Linked DNA regions of Hordeum vulgare: region 1 is linked to region 2. Evidence: chromatin contacts called from public Hi-C data. All regions are on one chromosome and are shown on one strand. Each heading gives the region's core, a stretch centred on a gene start, on an enhancer-like site or on the middle of the called end of the contact. The rest is flanking DNA. Distances are from core to core; before and after follow the strand shown. Region 1 has its middle 50 kb from the start of LOC123440039. Region 2 has its middle 25 kb from the start of LOC123440038.

The links. Hi-C and Micro-C count contacts between places; a contact is called where the count stands out from the background.
Region 1: a contact with region 2 is called in a Hi-C map of leaf, with 2.8 times the contacts expected there. The contact joins two enhancer-like sites. A contact is called at or near these places in 2 of 6 Hi-C or Micro-C datasets (leaf and seedling).

What each region holds. Positions count from the first base shown.
Region 1 is chr3H:397,318,898-397,325,401 of MorexV3_pseudomolecules_assembly, reverse strand. No RefSeq gene overlaps it. Among protein-coding and RNA genes, the nearest start is that of LOC123440039, 50 kb to the left of the region's middle. Within about 2 kb of position 4,806, at least 3 of the 3 cell types and tissues checked have open chromatin away from gene starts, as enhancers often do. A contact at or near this core is called in leaf, where this site is marked.
Region 2 is chr3H:397,259,155-397,265,118 of MorexV3_pseudomolecules_assembly, reverse strand. No RefSeq gene overlaps it. Among protein-coding and RNA genes, the nearest start is that of LOC123440038, 25 kb to the right of the region's middle. Within about 2 kb of position 2,613, at least 2 of the 3 cell types and tissues checked have open chromatin away from gene starts, as enhancers often do. A contact at or near this core is called in leaf, where this site is marked.

The DNA.
Region 1 (6,504 bases), core at 3,557-6,056, 58 kb before region 2:
GAAGCCATCTAGCTACTAGCTATGGACCCGTAGGTCTATGGTGAACTACTCACGCATCATCGGAGAGGTCATGTTGTTGATGAACAAGCCCTCTGTATCCGAATCCCCCCTCCGGCAGGGCACAGAACGTGCCTAGATGGGATCTAGCGGAGACAGAAGCTTGCGGCGGCGGAAAAGTACTTTCGATGATCTCCTGATTTTTTCTGGAATTATTGGGAATATATAGGCGAAATACCTAGGGCAAAGGTGGCCCAGGGAGCCCACAAGCCTGGGAGGCGCCTCCCCTGGCCGCAGCTAGGGGGCTTGTGGGGTCCCTGGTGGCCCCCTGCCTTGGTTCTCAAGTTTCCCGATCTTCTTCTGTTTCGGAAAAAATCTTTTTGGAAGTTTCGTTCCGTTTGGACTCCATTTAAAATCCTCCTCTGACAGGGGTCAAAAACACGGAAAAAACAGGAACTGGCACTTGGCACTGAGTTAATAAGTTAGTCCCAAAAAGATATAAAAGGCATACAAAACATCCAAAGTTTGACAGGATAATAGCATGAAACCATCAAAAATTATAGATACGTTGGAGACGTATCACATCTCACGAGACCGGTCGCGCCAGCCGTTGTCGCGAGGCTGGTCGCACCAGCCCCAGCGAGGGTTACCATTGCGGCCGTCCCATCTGCCGCCCCCGCGGCCAGCACCGCGATCATTGTCCTTCGGGCGCCGGACGACTCGCTCGTCCCAGAGGACCCTAAGCCCCTAGCTATTTTCAGTTTTGTGGTTGTGCACGTCGTGGTAGATGTAGTACGAATGATGCTCCTTCTCGGGCACGCTTCGCTTGCGGACACGCTTCTGATCGGGCTCAGTCGCGAGCACTATAGGCCCCTTGCGCTTGGACTGCTTGGCCTTGGCCTTGCTGTCCACATGCACGTCGTCAGGGTTGTTGCTCATGAATAGGCGGCCCTCTTTAGCCTTGGCACACTTGTCAGCCAAGTTGAACAATTCCATGTCCGTGCTCAGGGTGTCGTTGACGGCAAGCTTTTAGCACATCTTGAGGTCCTTGACGTCGTTGGTCAACGGCATGATGACCGCCTCATCTGTGGCGTGCGGGATCTTGTTGCGCACCTGGTTGAACCTCTGGATGTACTTATGGAGGGTCTCGCCGGGGCACTACTTCACACGATGCAGGTCGTTGAAGGAAAGGGGGCGGTCGTGTGTGCCCTTGATGTTAGCAACCAACAGCTCACACAGGCCACTCCACGAAGAGACCGAGCCCTCGGGCAGGTTCAGGAGCCAGGACCACACATCATCCTTGAGCGCCATCGGGAGCCAGTTCGCCATGACCTTGTCGTCGCCGCCCGCCTCTTCCACGCGCAGGGCGTAGAGCTGTAGGAACTCCACGGGGTCAAGGGAGCCGTCGTAGCGCGGGGGAAGGTCGGGCTTGAACTTGGCCGGCCAAGCCACCCTACGCAGCTCACGAGTGAAGGCCCGGCAGCCCACGGTGCTTGCGTGGCCGCCAGACGCGAGTGCAGCCCGGTTCTGACGCCCTACGGCTGCGACATCCTGGACGACCATGTCAAGGCGCTGGCACTACTGCTCGAAGATTGCGCGCGCATCCATCGGTGCCTCGCACCGGACGATCTGACAGATACCTCCGTCCCCCTGGGCGCATGGTGGCAACTCGCAAGGCGGGGTTTTCGGAAGCGCCCCGCACCTGAGCTCGACATGGCTACCACGCGCGGGAGGGGGTGGTGGTGATCCCCCTAGGCCTCCTTGTCATCGCGGGATGGAGGAGCGGAGCGATCGAGAGGGCGTCGGGGCTTCTCCCACGGCGGTGACGAGATGGGTGATGCGGGCCAGCCAAGCGTCGTAGCCAGCGTCCGCCGGATGGTAACAGACTAGCTCGTGGGTCATGGGCAGCGTCACCTGCGTGTTCACTAGCTCCATACGGGCGTGGGAGGATGAAGCCGTGGCGGTGCGGCCTTCGCTCTGCACGGAAGGGTGCGCGGACGAAGCTTGCTGCTCCTGGTCCGTAGGTACGGTGGTCGCGGCCTCAGCCCCTACGGAGTGACGGCGGACTCCAGGGCCTGTGGGTGTGGTCACAACGACCCGCACAGCATTGCGCTCGGCGTGCACACGGCGAGCGTGAGCCATGAGGCTGGTGAAGCTGGAGCGAAACCGGAGCAGAAGTGCGGCTGCGCACCCCTACCTGGCATGCAAAATGTCGGAATCGGGGCTCCGCGGACCCAAAGGAAGGTTCGAAGACTAGGGTGCTCTCGCTCTCCAACCCTGTTCAACCTCTCAACCTCAAGACGAGTCTACAGTGGCGCGAGCTAGGAAGACGAGCTGAAACACATGGCAGTTTACCATGGTTTGGGCCACCTTGTGGCGTAAAATCCTACTCCTGCTTGGATAGATTGCTCGAGGTGGAAGAATGGTACAAAGGTGGGTTATTGCCCTAACACAACACACCGGACCCCAGATCCCCCTCTACGGAGGTCGGGCCTCTCTTTTATATCGGCCTTGGTCCTCTTCCCACGAAAACACATCCGACGGGAAGGGCAGCCATAACGACGATTTTGAAAGGGCACAAGACTGTGGCTCGCCCTGACAAAGGCGGTCTTCGCCTGCAGAAGCTTCTCTTAGTGGCACGCCTGTGGGCACGGGCGTGACCTTCGTCCTGCCGAGACCCAGCCTTGGTCCTCTTGCACCCATTAGGAAACCTTTGATGGGTTGCCTCGGGAACCCGCAGCCGGCCTCGGTTCCCTTATCTCCAAATGGGAAAGCCTCTCTGTTTGTGCCTGCCGGCACCAGCCCTAGTGTCGCGTAGCGTGGCTCACGTCACCCACAAGGGGAGGTTGAACCCCGGCAAGTCGCCCTTGGCAGACCCGCCCCTCGGGAGGAGTGGCATTGGGAGGTGCTTTCCTCTCGCGAGCCTTGCGAGAAGCCTTCTCGGGAGAGGGCCCCGCGAGCGGTCCCTCACAAGGAGGGGACCTCATGAGTGCAGTATCCCCGGGCCTCGATAGGGAGCGCCCTTAGGCCTGCAACGCGCAACGGGCCCTGGACCGCAGGCAGGCAGGCTTGGTTACCCCCGGTTCTAGAGCCCCGACAACGAGGTCAGCAGAGCCAGGGGCACAAGCTAATAGGGCGCGACCACCCCCTCCCCTAGGCGCATCATTCGGGCTTGTGGGGACCCCGTGTGGCCGCCGTCCTTCTACCGAAGCTTCCATGCTTCTTTTTGTCCCGAAAAAATCATCAAAAAATTCCGTGATATTTGAACTCCGTTTGGTACTGTAAACTTGAAAAGCCAAAACATGCAGAAAATAGCAACTGGCATTTGGCACTAGGTTAATAGGTTAGTGCTTAAAAATAATATGAATCGATAAATAAATGCCCAAAACATATTCCAGAATGTTAATATTATAGCATGAAACAATAAAAAATTATAGATACATTGAAGAGTATCACAATCCTAGAGAGGGAGAGGAGAAATTTTGTTTAAGAAGCACTCTGTGCAACTACTCAAGTTTGTCATCATTGGTCGTCTTCCGTTCAAACCGGATGATGCTACTTGTTGTCGTCATCAACATCGTCAATAACACGTCGTCGGTAACACCATCATCACCAACATTTGCTTCAGCAGCAGCTACGAATACTAACGAATGGTACGTCCATCATGATTTATTCAAATCTGTTTTTGTAACTGTTGTTACATGTGCGATATTGATGTGTATGTTTTACTATTTATCAAGTATGCTAAATTGTTGCTTGCTACTCCCTCTATTTCAAAATAGGTGTCGTTGTTTTAGTATAAAATTTATACTCATTTAATACTAAATTTGTGTCACTTATTTAAAATAGAGGAAGTACTTTATATACTAGTTATGAATTATTTACTGGAATTAATTATGAATTTACCTAATATTCGAACATAACAAACTTTTCATTGATGGATTCATTCTGTCGCACCCAGATAACTATATATTTAAAGCCAAACTATATATTTAACTTCATTCTTATCTTTTAAGAACTCAAATTGTGCTAACTTGGTCTATGTTGGTTTTATTAATTTAAAGCGAGAGGCTCCATGTGCATGTTTTCTAAATAGGGAATCGTTTCCCACCCGCGCGTCGGTCGCCCCCTCGCGCGCGCGGACCATGCAACATTTTTCCCACCCGCGTGCTTCTCTGATTAGTGGATGCAACATTTTTCGTCTAAATTTGTTGCAACCAGCGTTATTTTTGCTGCAAGCATTTTTTACTACATTTTGTCCCAGTAAAATAGCTGCATATACGTTTGGTTGCAACTCCAGTTCGTCGGATTTTTCGTTTACAATCGATATTTTTTACTTTTGCTACAACCGGCATCATGTTTTGCTGCAACCGTTCATTAAAAAAGTTGCATACACGTCACGTAAATGTTTGTTACAACTGGCGTTTGAAGTTTGCTACCACGTACCATCAGTTTCTTTTTTTGCTACGATTACGTAGATATTTTTTTTCCTACAAATTTTGTTTTTTGTTGCAACCGTTGAAAAAAATAATGCATAGCATCGAAATTTTATTGCATAGGAAAAAAAATATTGCATGCGGATCCAACGGTGTGGACGACGCGGGGTTGGTGAATCCTACGGCTCGCGGGTGGCCGGCCGAAAGTTTGGGCCGGCGCGCCGGGGCAGATCAGTCTCCTTCTAAATAACACTAAAGTAACAGCAGTCCCATTATGTTGTATCAACGGCGGACGCTGCTTCGGTGTCTTAACTGCACGTTCCTTTGAGTCAGTGATGTGTGGGCCAGCCAGATGTTGGACCCACATGTCAGTGGCCCAAAGGCATGGTTGGCACTTGGAGATGAGCCATCACAAACTTTGCTCTATCTTCACATGACAGGAACTATGACCCGTGAGCCGTGACACGCTTGCATAGTTAATCATGTGACCCTTTGAATCATCCGCATATCCTTTTCCTCCTAGACGTCAGGACGAGAGGAGCCTCCCAATAATACACGATAGATTACAAGCCTCAGGTTAGGAGCTACTACTATATTCGGCCTTTTCTTGTATTCCCAATTCATGGATTGATGCGTTGTGGCTTGTGGGGTGGAGTCGAGACTCCCTTTTGCGCAAGGAAGGAGGCTAGCAGGAGCTAGCTCCTTGTTTATGGTCCACATTTTATTTTAATATTTCTGCTATAGAGACTCTCATCCAGAGATTTGTTGACCGGCATATAAATAGTGATTGCTTGGATACTCAATTATTTGATATTACACAGCCCAATAATTTGCCGAGCATTAATGTTCGATTCATCGACCTTGGCTTCGCCGTGATGCCAGAAAGTCATTCGGGGGTATTTGGCATTTGCGCATCATCTCTCATTTATCATGCACACGTCCCTTTCGGTCATGATTTTTTTTTTTGGAAAATGAGGTTAATCCCCCTGCCTCTATGTCAATTGATGCATGCAACCATCTTTATTAATTATTTCACAAAGGTCTAACAAAAACATACATCAATCCATCCAAAGCCACCACTCGCACCTACAAACTCGATAATGTGGAGTGCTCTCACTCCACATATCTAAAATTGATGTTGTCGCCAATTCACCCACATAACGTATCGAGAACAACGGCCGGTGCAGCTCATCTAAAATGCACACCTCACGCACACGTTTTAGATGTCGTCATCATCATCGGACCATTGACCCATCTTCAGGAAAGAGATCCGCATCATACTTGCCAGTCCAAACATCCGCCGACGCCACCCGCCCAACGGCGCCACCGCTCTGTGCTCATCCGTCCAGATGCGAAAACTCTAAAAGATCTGTCGTGTGTAGCACCTGCCGAACAGGCATGACACAGCGTAGCACCTGTCGGCCAAGCATGACTTGACAACTCCACCGAAATTCTGTGCAAGACGATGCCGCTCCACCTCCTGCCTCAGTTTGCCAGCGCTGCTCCACAAACGATGCTTCCAAGAGAGAAACGACACCGCAGTATCGCCATTGTCCGATCCGGAAGACCAGATCCTAGGGTTTCCCCCGAAACAGTGCCCACCACCAGCAACCGTCAAGGACCCACACAGTGCCCACCACCAGCAGCCGTCAAGGACCCAAACAGTGCCCACCACCACTCAACCCTTAAGGCGACGCCTTCAGGAAGGTCGCGGCGTCAAGGACGCTGCCGTCGCCCACCGGAGTTAGGGTTTTCACCCGAGAGGCAAGGAGTGGGAGGGAGGAGAGGAGCAGATGTAGAACGACGTCTCCAAGGAAAAAAATGACGCCCTTGAGCGTCATCGTCGGCGCTGACGGCTGGGCCAACCAAGGGGTTTCCCAATCCGAATCTCCTCCACCAGCTTCACCTGCAGTACAACCCGCAGAAAAGAGGCCCATAGATTAGGGCCGAAGGGCAGCGGCCAGATCTGACGCTGCCGACCGTCAGAGCAGCCACGCGATGCTAGCCTCATACGGCGACAAGGAAGGGAGGGAGCTCGCGCCCCCGAGCCACTGCCGCACAGATCCGCGGC
Region 2 (5,964 bases), core at 1,364-3,863:
CCTCCGCCTCCTTGTGTGTCGCCTCATGCTCGTCCTCCATGTTCATCACCAACAACTCATGTTTCTACCGCTGCAATATCTTGTAGTGAATGGCTTGCACAATCATCCTTGCATCAGCATTCAAATTCAACGACAAAATTTTGGCTTCCCCTGCATCGGTTGCGATCATCACCTTCTTATCTTTGATTATGACACTCTTGTCTTTGAGGGTAGCTTCTCCTCAGTCGCCTCCATCAATAGCTTGAACCTCTCTACCTTCTTTTCCTCCTTGATGTTCGAGCGCTTGATGTATGCCTCCTTCTTCTTGGACAAGATGTCCTTGAACCTCTTTGTCAACTTTACCGTCACACCTTCTCGCTTCGCCCTCTACTCGTCCCATTTCTTTCTATCAAACCCTCTTCTATCCTTCTTGGATTGTTCTATCGTTGGGTAAGCTGGTTCACCGGTTTTTTCCTCGGTGGCTTGGGCAGCGGTCTTGGTTATGTATACTTCCAATTCAGTTGCTCACTAAACTTCAACTAACAATGCATGACGGTGAAGTTTTTCTTCTCCAACTTCTTGAACATCGTACATGCACTAGAAGGCTACAACATAGAACATTGTCAACAAAACTATGCACATCCGGCTAGTAATCAAAAAATTATGCACACATCCGATAGGGATAAACAAAACTATGCACATTCGGCTAGTAATTAGCAAAACTATGCATATTCGGCTAGTGATCAACAAAACTATGCACATCTTGCTAGTGATCAACAAAACTATGCACACATCCGGCTAGTGATCAACAAAACGATGTACATCCGGCTAGTGATAAACAAAACTATGCACATCCGACTAGTAATCAACAAAACTATGCACATTCGGCAAGTGACCAATAAAACTATGCACATCTGACCAATAAAGTTACTTGCTCGATAATTTGTGCACCACTAGGCCACCGTACTATGAGGTGCGCCAAGCGGCCACAATACTTCGATACTGCCTCTTGGATGGTGTATGATCGATGGACGGAGTACTTCGGTTCACGGTTGCGGATGAGTGCGTCGGAGTAGGGAACAAAATGCTTATATTCATGGAACCATGTGTGAATGTTGGCCTAAACGGTGTGCTATTTTGCTCCGTGCCATGAATTAGATTAGGGCTAGTGGTCAACCATGCGTCGCACATGAGCTCATCCTCCCGCATGTTGAAGCTTTCTCTTCTACCCTTCTTCTTTGGATCGTCGGCAAAATCATCAGGATCATCTTCCTCGTCGTCCTTCTCCTCCTCCGCCTGTCCGGCAGCCCAATCCTACTTTTGTGAGCCCATGCCGGTCTGGGCGTAGCCCTGCTACGTGTGGGTGTAGTTGCCTGCCTGGGTAGGATCCGAGTCTTCCACCTGCCCGTACTCATAACTACCTCCTCCTCCACCTATGTCGTGGATTATGTCAAAAGTCTCCCTGTTCGTGTCGTCGTACGCCTTCACCCCCACTTTAGGGATAATAGCGAATAGCGTGAGGGAACTCATGTGCTCCTCGCCCACCGTCCACGCCCAGAAGAGCTGCGGCCAGGAACACTCCGGGAAGAGCAGCGATGGCGCGTTTGCGTCGACAATGTAAGGCACTTGCCCGACAGCGGTTGTTGTGGCTTGCCTACTGAGCTTCTTGGCAGCGTAGTAGTACGGAGCTTTGTAATGCTCTGACCATGACGAGGTATGGACCGTGGGCGTCACTATCAGGGCTCTCGGACCCGGTTCGCCACCTCCACCATGTTCGCGGCTAGCACGCCCACCGCCACACATGACATCAGCATGCGTGTCACCGGCCTTCCGCTTCTTGAACTTCTCCTCCTTTGCCGCCTTCGTTTTGACGCGGCGATTTTGCCGCATCGCCTAGTTGATCTTCTGCGTGAGAGTGATGTGGGGATCCTCATGCACCTCCACCACCACCTTCATCTCCGGCAGGTTGTTGTCCAATCGTATGCCTCAGTGACGGGGGCGAGGAAGAAAGTAGAAGAAAAGAGCGAGAATTTCTTGAAGAGCTACGTGATCGAAGAAGAGAGTTGAGGATTTAGGCGCAGAAACAGTGTGGGTCCTACAAAAGTACAGGCTCAGCCTTTTTTTGGATAGGTCATGCGTGTAAGAGACCGACGTGACTCGTATCCGGACTCTTGTAAAGCTCATATGTTTGATTTCGGTTTGCAAAAAAAAAAAAAAACATGATCCGAACTGTTCAACACATTGATACAAGTCTGCGATTGAATGACTTTCTAGGTCAGTATTGCACGATGCGTACGCATACAGGTGATTTGAGAGTTGGAGTTAGAGATGCCCTAAATCAGTATTGAAAACGGAGCTGTCGATAATCATCTCGGCCACTGACCTGTGAAGCTAACTTAGAGTCACAAGTTTACTAATTCAGTGTGCAAAATTGAGTAGTTGATATACAATAATACAAACCGCCCAAAGTCATTTAACAACAAAGGAAGCTAGCTAGGGTCACATGCATCGTTCGTCACTCGACGAGGGTACAAAATAACAGGTTAAATTGGTGGCGTGGAGCACTGGAGCGTACACAACTCGTAGCAAATTGTGAAGGCGAAAGCAGGCAGGCAGCGCTGTGCTAGGAGGAATCATGTTGTCCCATCTCATTGGCTACGCGTAGTTTAAGCGCTGATCAATCGATCCCTGCTGCCTATTACCTTGATGCCTCCCTCAAAGATAAAAAAACTGAATACCGAAAAGGAACCTAATTTCGTCCACCAAAGTTGCGGTAGGGGTCGTCTTTTCTGTTTTCTTTGTCTTGGTCGGCCCGTCTTTTTTGGCTACCCACATAGGACGAATGGGCACCTTTTCTTGTCTTGTTAGTGTCATGTATTTTTATCCATGAGAGGAGATAGCACGGCTTTGCTAAGTCAACTTGTCTCAAGTGGTGGTGCAACTGCAGCTTAGGCATGGTAGCATTTGTGCTGTGTTTAAAGAACACTAAGAGCATCTGCAGCCAGACATTAAATCAGAATCCTCAAACGTCCGTTGATGTTACACCAGACATGTCCGCACATAGTTATCGGTCACACCTCATATTCTTTATTATGCTTCCGAGTCCCTAATATTACATCTTCTAGATTCATATAAAATACGTAACAGAAAACTTACATACTATGCAAATTACATTAGTCTACACATCGTCCTCGTGTGAGATCTCTAATATCTCCATGCCGGGCGCTGCGTACACGGGTGCTTGGGAGGGCTCCGTCTCCTCTTCACTATGTGGGCAATCATCTCGTCGCGTCCACCTCCAGCTCCGCTTGAAGGATACAACGGTTTGCCTTTGTCTTCGACTGGATCGATTCGAGGATTGCATGCTGCTTCGCGTGCAGATCTGCGTCCCTCGCATCCTGCTCATCGAACTCCCCCTCTTCTTTCTTGAAATCCTCTTCCGGATCAATCACTTCTAGTGGTAGCGTCGCGGCGATCCGTGCTTCGCACCTTGCCAGGGTCTGTTCAAGGAGCTGCAGCCGGCACACCGGAATTAGATAGCTCACCCATTGTTGTGGTGGCATGGCTAGTTGATTGTGGTTGTGGAAGGCGAGTAGCCGGTTTTTGAAGAGTGAGGTAGGGAGGGAGAGAGGTGGATGGGCTTAGGCTGGCAGCGCGAAGGAGGAAGAGGTTGTGGCTAGGGTTAGGGACACCGGTCAGCTTAAATAGCTGACCTTTGGCCTCGTGTGGCGAGCTGGAGGGAGTGCCACGCGACGTTCCAACCCCACCAGAGGACAAGCCGTCAAACTGTTGGGTTTTTAGGCGATTCTGTGTGGGACCCGGCCATCGGTCGAACGTGGCGAACGCGTAGAGTCTCTCCATATTTGGTTGTATATGAGGGGTGTTGATCATCTCGAATGTTTGAGGTCCGTTTGAGGCGTCCGTATAAATCAGTATTTTTATTGGTGAGTAAGCGAGTCGTCCGCCCGAACGTTGGGGGCAGGTTAGGGATGCCCAGCTGTAGATGCTTGCATGGTAAGTAACCTAGTTTTTTTAGGAAAGTAATGGTCTTCATATCATTATCTTATTTTATTTTATTATTAGAACCGAGACATTTTCCGAGCCTTGAGAATGAGGTCTTTAAGTTTTGCATCTAATAGTTTTGTCATTATCTAATACACTATGTTCCCTTATTTTAAAGGTCTTACGGTCTTCAATTTAGAACTGGGTACTAGATTTTGACCGGACCAACAATTTCTCAAAAAGCTCTCTCATTCTATTCTTTTAATTCACCATGCTTTCTAATTTTAGAGCTATTCCATATGATTGAGGTATTCAATTTTGGACTTGGATCACATTTTAAACGGGTCAATTCAAATCAGTCGACAACAACTGGCCTATAAAACATATCATTATACTGCATCCTCTCATCATCTAGAAAAAAGAAATGCCAACATGTGACATTGTAGCATCAACATAGTATATGCAGCCACCTACATAGAAATTTTTCCCTTGTGAGTATGGGTTAATTAGCAGATAACCCAGAATGGCGCCGTAAAAGGCCTGTTAAAACACCGCATTATAAAATAAAAATAAAACACACTCCATCATCTTCCCAACTCACCAAACCAAATACTTTCTCAGTTTGAAAATATAAGGTGTATTTTTTTAAAAGCATGATTTTTTTTAACTTTGACTAATGTTAGAACCAAAAACATCGACGTATACAATACATAATAAATAAAATATGAAAAAAATCATGATGAATGTAATGATACTGATTTGATATTGTGTCTATTTATATAATCCTCTATAAATTTGGTCAAACTTAACGAGGTTTGACTTTTAAAAAACAAATGCACTTAATATTTTAAAATAAAGGGATTTTATTTATAAAAACCCGATAACACTAATGGCGCAGCAAAGCCCGCCCAACCCATCTAATAGCCATCAAAATTTGACATGTTTAGCCGTTCTCGTTCTTTTCTGGTTGTTACGGTTTCTAGTTCTTGTTTTTAAAGGTCCCGTCCTTGTTTAATTTCAAACGAGAGAAGTTCTTGTTCCTGTTGGAACATTGGATCTGGACCGCCCTACACTGTTAGCTAACTTTTTTAGTGAATCATGTTAGGGAGATACTATTTGACCCTTCAAGCGTCCTTACTAGTGTTTTTGCAAACCGGCGCATGAAGTAATTCCTTCTCGCGCTGTGTTTGCGGACGTCATGTTTATTTATTTATTTGTTTGTTTTCTTTTTCAAAATGCACAAAAAACACAACCGTGTGGCAGCTTGAACTGGTGACCTCCTTTTTGAAGTACCATGTAGTAACCACCCGGCACGAAACCTCGCGTGAATACCAACATCTTTTTTCTTTTTTTCTTGTTTCTACATCCCTTTTTATTTTTCCTTTTTTCTTGTTCCTGGTTCAATAAACTTTATTAAAATTAGTGATTTTGTTTCTTCAAATTGATTACCTCAAAGTTGATGAACTTATTTCAAGTTTGATGATTTTGTTTTACAAAATTCGATGAACTTTTCTCAAATTCGATGAAGTTTTCTCAAAATGATGATATTTTTTCAAGTTCGATGAACTATTTTTCAAAATCTATGAACTTTTTTTGAACTCAATGAACATTTTTCAAATTTGATGAACATTTTATAGTTTTGTTAAACTTTCTTTCAAATTAGTGATGTTTTTCAAGAATTCATGTAAATTTTTTAATTCATGTTTTTTAGATTTTTAGGTTTTTTTTGTTTTTGAAAAGTCAACATTGATAGGTATGCGGTTGACGTAGCAAGAGTGTCCAGTCAGCAGTCAAGCAAGCTGACCAAGGCAGCGGAAGCCAGGGCACGCGTGCTTTTGGGCTCGGTCCGAGAAGTGGTAGTGTGGGCACCGAAACACCTAGTTGGCGCTTAAAACGCTCACTAGGGGCTCCCACCATGTTAGCTATCTACAAAGTATGGGGTAGGTGCTAGAACGCCCGTACATCTGGGTCAACCCAACTAGC